2 separate regions of the Mus musculus genome follow, and region 2 is linked to region 1. The links are chromatin contacts, called in public Hi-C maps. All regions are on one chromosome and are shown on one strand. Each heading gives the region's core, a stretch centred on a gene start, on an enhancer-like site or on the middle of the called end of the contact. The rest is flanking DNA. Distances are from core to core; before and after follow the strand shown. Region 1 overlaps Pard3 (par-3 family cell polarity regulator). Region 2 has its middle 120 kb from the start of Mir21c.

Region 1 (2,914 bases), core at 237-2,736:
AGGGACTCTGCTGCCCTCTTCTGGCCTAGTTGAGCACTGCATGCAAATGGCACATAAACTTTGTGCAAGGAAAACATCCAAACACATTAAATAAAGTTAAATAACTTTTTTTTAATTAGAAAATAATTTAAGGGTCTGGAGAAATGGCTCAGTGATTAATAGTGCTCACTCATAACCACCTGGAACTCCATTCCCAGTGATATAATCCCCTCTTCTGACCCCTGCATGCATCTACCCACACACATGTGGCAGATGCATAGGCAGACAGGAAAGAATTTCAAAATCACAACATGGTTTTCATATCAAATATCTATATGAATTAGAAGTGTTTCTTGGGGAGGGGTGGGTGTTGACTAAATAAAATGATCACAAGAGTCTAAATCTTATGCCAAGCATATTGATGGTGTGCTAGAATTTATAGTATATGCAATTTCTGTAAACGGACACAAAATCATACTGTCCCTCTAGTGAGGAAAAAAGCAAACAAATGCCTATACAGGTGAAACTTTCCCAGCTCGCAGCCATAGATGATAGAACAATACATTTACAGTCTAGCGAGAATGAAGAAACCCCTGGATCTAAAGAAAAAAAGCTCTCAGAAAAATCACAATGTTTTCACTACAGAGTGCTTACTGTTAGGCCCAATTCTAATGTCCACAAATTATCCAACACAATCAAATATTTTGTTCAAATACCATTTGCAAAGGAAGCAGGGAATTTACTTAGTTGTAGACATGAAGAATAATTTAATGTTTCCTTGAGAACAAAATTGACAGGTGTCTTGGACTTACATCAACATTTTTGGATTTTTCCTCCCACCCCCCCCCCATGTCCTTTTAAGAACCTCACTTAACTGGGTCACAGCAGCTCAGCAAAGCTCAGACAGACTCCTGGGCTCTCCCAGGATTAAACAGGACCAGCTCTCAATCAGCAGAGCTCATTAGGACACACAGAGATCGGCAGGGGCAGCTGATGGTGCAAGCTGCTTAGCTCTCACATCCGAGTTCAATTAGGAGGCTGTCCCCAAGGAAGCGCACAGGCCAACACTTAGATAAGAAAGGCAGTGTCCTCCATCACTTTCAAAGCAGGACCACGGCTTCACACAGACAGACTTTCCGTCTCTCTTCAGCCCTCAGGCCTTTCCTCTGTAACATGTCTTCAGTCTTCCCTGTCACAGGCAGGTGCTATATAACAAGCAGTGTTGTCAAGAAGTATCAATTGTATAACCGCACAAATCTCGAATAAAATTTATATGTATGTGATGGCTATTCTTAGTTGTCAGCTTCACTACCTCTGGATGCTATGGATAGGTAAAGCATGGTGACTGTCTGGGCTGTGTCTACGTGGACACTGGGAGAAGCCACGGCAAACTCACTTTGGTAACGTGGCCAAGAGGAGGGTGGTGGGCAGAAACACAGATGTCATCCTGAGGGGAAGGATCTGTCAAGGGACAAAAGAGGAACCAAGCCTCTGTACTCTAAGGGGCAGAGCCTGCGTGAGGAAGGCTTGTGGGGGGAGGGGGGCTCCAGTTGAACAAACACCCACTGAAGGAATGACTGGAGCAAAGAGATTTGCAAGGGAGAAACCACATGACTGACAAGGCAAGCAGGAGGGAAGTGAAGACCTTGGCACGCCAAAGGCCATTGTTTCTTTAGAGGAACAGGGGCAGAGTGAGCACCCACAGGCAAATCAAGACATCTAAGGGGGATGACAGTGCCATCACACCATACTTCTGTCTAGGTAAAAGTTAAAGCACAAAGGGCCAGTTAATGAGTTTCTTCTTTGAACCGAGAGCATTGGACAGGACAAGAAACATGTTTACCAGAGGGCTCAACTAATGAATATCAACATTACAGTTTCATTTCTCAACTTGGAAATTGTAACTCTTGAAGAAAACAAGCATGTGTGTGTGTGTGTTTTGGGGCTGCTCCATCACCCAGCATTGTAAAGACTAAATCATCAAAATTAGGAACTAGTATGTGCTTAGCTTAGAGAAGATAAAAAATACTGCCCCGTATGAAAAGAAATTCAAATGTCCCAGCCCACCAATCTCTTCAGCTGGATGTAGTAAAAATAACCACACTTCTCTCCAGTAGTTTAATCTCTACATAGTTTCTCAGCTACTTAAAAAGTCTGACTTAGCTTGTGCTGGAGAGACTACTGGGTTGGTAGAGTACCTTGGAAACACTCACAAGGGTCTCACCTGAGACCTGAACATCAGAAAAAGCAAAGGGGAAAAAGGCCCCTCATCAATACAGAACCATCACAGAAATATCACAGGCCACACAGGTGGCCAAAACCAAAACCAGCGAATGAATTGCTCGAACACTTAAAAGCAACATTTTCAGGACTGCTCCAAAACCAAGTTGATCGTGATAGGAAAAACCTACAAAGGAACTGATTAAACAAAAACAACCACCACCAAAAAACTGTCTCTATCCAAACTAAACTAAACTAAATAAATAAATGTCTTTTAAACGGTTCCTATTCTCCAGGCAGGGTATCAGAAATAGGTTTTGAGAAGAATATACTATAAGATAGAAATGCTGATGTAATTTTCTGACTAGTATTCCTAAAGTGGACAGTAGTTCTACCTCTCCTAAGACACAAAAATAAACAGCAAATGTTAAGAAGAGTGAGAAGCAGAGGTATGAACAGTGCACTGCACATCAGAGACAGACACATCTTTCCCCATCATCTGAGCACAATGCTCCAACAAAGGGCTTTAAGGCCGACCGCAATGAGCACAGGAAAAGGCACCTGAAGGTCAAGGATTTATAAAATAATGTGTCTTTATCCAGCCAGGCTGACTGTAACAGTGTATTCACGGGCAAGAAAAGCAGTGAACACTAAGATTCCACAAATGTCACTCCATATACCACCTGACTGGTTTTTTTGCTCAGAATTTCTGACT
Region 2 (2,700 bases), core at 26-2,525, 830 kb before region 1:
CCTGCTTCTCATGAGGCTGACCACCAACGTCTAGCTAGCAAAACACTGAAGTGCAGAAAACCACCTTTGGCTAACCCAATTAAGATGCCCAGTTAAAATTAAACACCCCATCCTAACATAGTTTCCCATTTTAACTTTATAAACTGCCATTTGCCTATGGACATGGGTCTCCTGTCTACTGAGGAGCAGTCCTTTGTGCTCCAGGACAAATACCCTTCCCCCCACCCCCTCCCTGGTTCCTTTCCTTTCTCCCTCACCCTCTATCTCCTGCCTTTGTCCCTTATATCTGCCTTCTGTCCCTCTGGGGCAAATAAATCTCCTTTGTGCTGAGAACTTGGTCTTGGGATGTCTTGAGCTGACTCTGAGGTCCCCTACAATGCCCTCATAGACTTGCTCAGAAATGTGTCTTTTAGGAGATTCTAAATTTAGTGAAGTTGACAGCAAAGATTAACCATCACAATGCCTGTGAGAAGTGAGGTCAGGAGGAGTGGTGTAGAGGGAAACAACAACAACAACAACAACAACAACAACAACAACAAAGCAGATAAAAACCAGAGAAAAGGGTGGTTGAAGGCTTAGGCAGCTTACAATTTGAAGCTTCTTTAAGTATCCCCTAAGAAAAGCTTTTTTTTTTTTTTTTATAAATAGGCTAGTGAAAGAATTATACTTCACAACAGGAAAGGGTTGAAGAGGCTGTTTTAATTTGGCTATCATTTGTTGACTCTGTTATCTTTGCAAGGTAATTGCTATCTAACTTGGTTTTCTCAGTCATAAATGGCTACGCTTTCGCTAGAGAAAATTTGAATACTCTAGATTTGTCGACTCTTTGAGACGAGAGTCTTCTGAGTTTCTTCTCTGTTTACTTTGTCATTTGTCTTACCATTTTCTTTGACACTTAAAAGAACTTATGAAAACTACTAACATAAGAGGCGACTTTCCATAAACATCCTATCATGTATGTTTTCTATTAGGGTTTCTGACATTCCGCATGTTTTCAAAGGTAATTGGAAATGCTGGAGACGATTTAAGGGTCATTATTGTGTTAGCCGAGAGAAGAACTAATGATGTCTTAGCTACTGGGCTATTGAGCTGATCACAGAAGCCATTAGCTCAATTAAGTAAATCAAATAGGAAAAACATTTCAACTCCAAGAGCCACCCACTGCTGCCTATTGCTGGCCTGAAAGGCTTATGTTTCCTGGGACATTCAGACTGTTCACTCAGTGGTAGACAATAGCCAGGCATCTGACTGTACAGAGCACTAATTCGGGCTCACTGATAACCTCTGGGTCACGAGAAGCAGCAATGTTAAGAAATCTCTTAAGACTAGAAGCTGCTGTGAGAAGTCTGGAGTGGGTTGTTGTTGGTTTGTTTGTCCCCCCCTCCCCCCGCCCACCCACCTCCCTCCCCTGACTACACAGAGGCAAGGGCTGGGAAGCAGCATGTGAACTTCTTTAAAGGAGTCTCTTCAATCCTGAATCTTGTGCTGCTTGGTTTGTGAGGAAACAAGGGCATGGCAATGAGACAAGCATTTCTGATCCAGTTCTGAGTTTCAGCATTCAGTGAGGGAACAGCACTTAAGCTTTCAGAAGCCAAGCTCTTTAGAAAACGCTGAGGTTAACTCTCAGTATTATGTTATTCACGTGGGCAGCTCCTAGGTTGATGGAGGTGTCTGGCAGAGGGGCAGGCATACCACATCTTGTGTTATTAATATTTATTACATAGTGATTCTACTTGGAGAGCATGCTGTGGCCAGAGAGAGCTGGTGCATTGAATAAATGTTTAATTTTGATAGAATAGTGACTACTTCATCCAATAAAAAAATATATATATCCAGGAGCTGATGTAATCCATACTGGTGAGTGTGGAGCAAGTGGCTTTTCTGCATAGTCAGCATTTACAGATTTTCATGGTTTGGATCCTCCCCTCATGGCTGAAATCAGAGTTCTAATGTGATGGTTTTGTCTGGCTTCAGGAAGTTCAACAGCAGGCTACTCTAGTGATCTGGTATACTCTGGCCTATGGCATTAGTGGACCTGACTTAAACTAAACATTAAGGGAAGAAATGGAATTGGATTTTAATAAATTCATCCTTAAATTGTTCATTGAAATTCCTTCTTTGTTGTTAACATTCATCCCGAATTAGAATGAGGGTTGCCTTTTTAAGAACATCATTAGGAAGAAGCCTTCAGAGTACAGCGGGATTCCAGAGGTCCCTTGTCTGCTAAGTGCCCAAGAGAAAGAGCAGTCGGTGGTCTTCCTGGAACTCCTGTAAAATAAACAGACTCTGTACATGAAAGGTTCAGGTTCTCTTGTCTCTGATGCCCAGTTTATAGGAGATCTGCAATCTAATCCAGTAAAAATCATTGTGGCTTCAGAAGCCTGTGTCCAAAATGCTCCCAAAGCCCCAGTGCTCATGCCCTTGGCAAACACTATTAGGAGGTGGTGGAATTTTTAAGAAGTGAGATCTAATGAGGGGTTTCTAAGTGTTACAGTTACCTTTGAGGGTATACCCCTCCCATCTCTGTGTGCTTGTATGCATGTGGTATATGAATGTGTATGAATAAATGAGTGAGTGTGTGTGTGTTTGTGTGCGCATGTACGTGCCTATCTGTGTGTGGACAACAAAGGTTGATTGATATTGGCTGTCCTTTGAGGATACTTTGAAACAGGGTCCCTCATTGAGCATAGAACTCTCCAA

The links. A called contact is a pair of places that touch in the nucleus more often than the background predicts.
Region 2: a contact with region 1 is called in a Hi-C map of the N1E-115 cell line, with 9 times the contacts expected there. The contact joins two enhancer-like sites. A contact is called at or near these places in 2 of 484 Hi-C or Micro-C datasets (the N1E-115 cell line and adipose-derived mesenchymal stem cells), 2 of 115 datasets of contacts at active chromatin or transcription factors (bone marrow-derived macrophages and embryonic fibroblasts) and 1 of 9 other capture datasets (embryonic stem cells).

The regions. Positions count from the first base shown.
Region 1 is chr8:127,329,038-127,331,951 of GRCm38.p6, reverse strand. The region is part of intron 5 of Pard3 (par-3 family cell polarity regulator); the gene reads right to left. Among named protein-coding and RNA genes, the nearest start is that of Gm9909, 120 kb to the left of the region's middle. Within about 2 kb of position 1,486, at least 39 of the 459 cell types and tissues checked have an H3K27ac peak or open chromatin away from gene starts, as enhancers often do. A contact at or near this core is called in the N1E-115 cell line, where this site is marked.
Region 2 is chr8:128,154,991-128,157,690 of GRCm38.p6, reverse strand. No RefSeq gene overlaps it. Among named protein-coding and RNA genes, the nearest start is that of Mir21c, 120 kb to the left of the region's middle. Within about 2 kb of position 1,275, at least 15 of the 459 cell types and tissues checked have an H3K27ac peak or open chromatin away from gene starts, as enhancers often do. A contact at or near this core is called in the N1E-115 cell line, where this site is marked.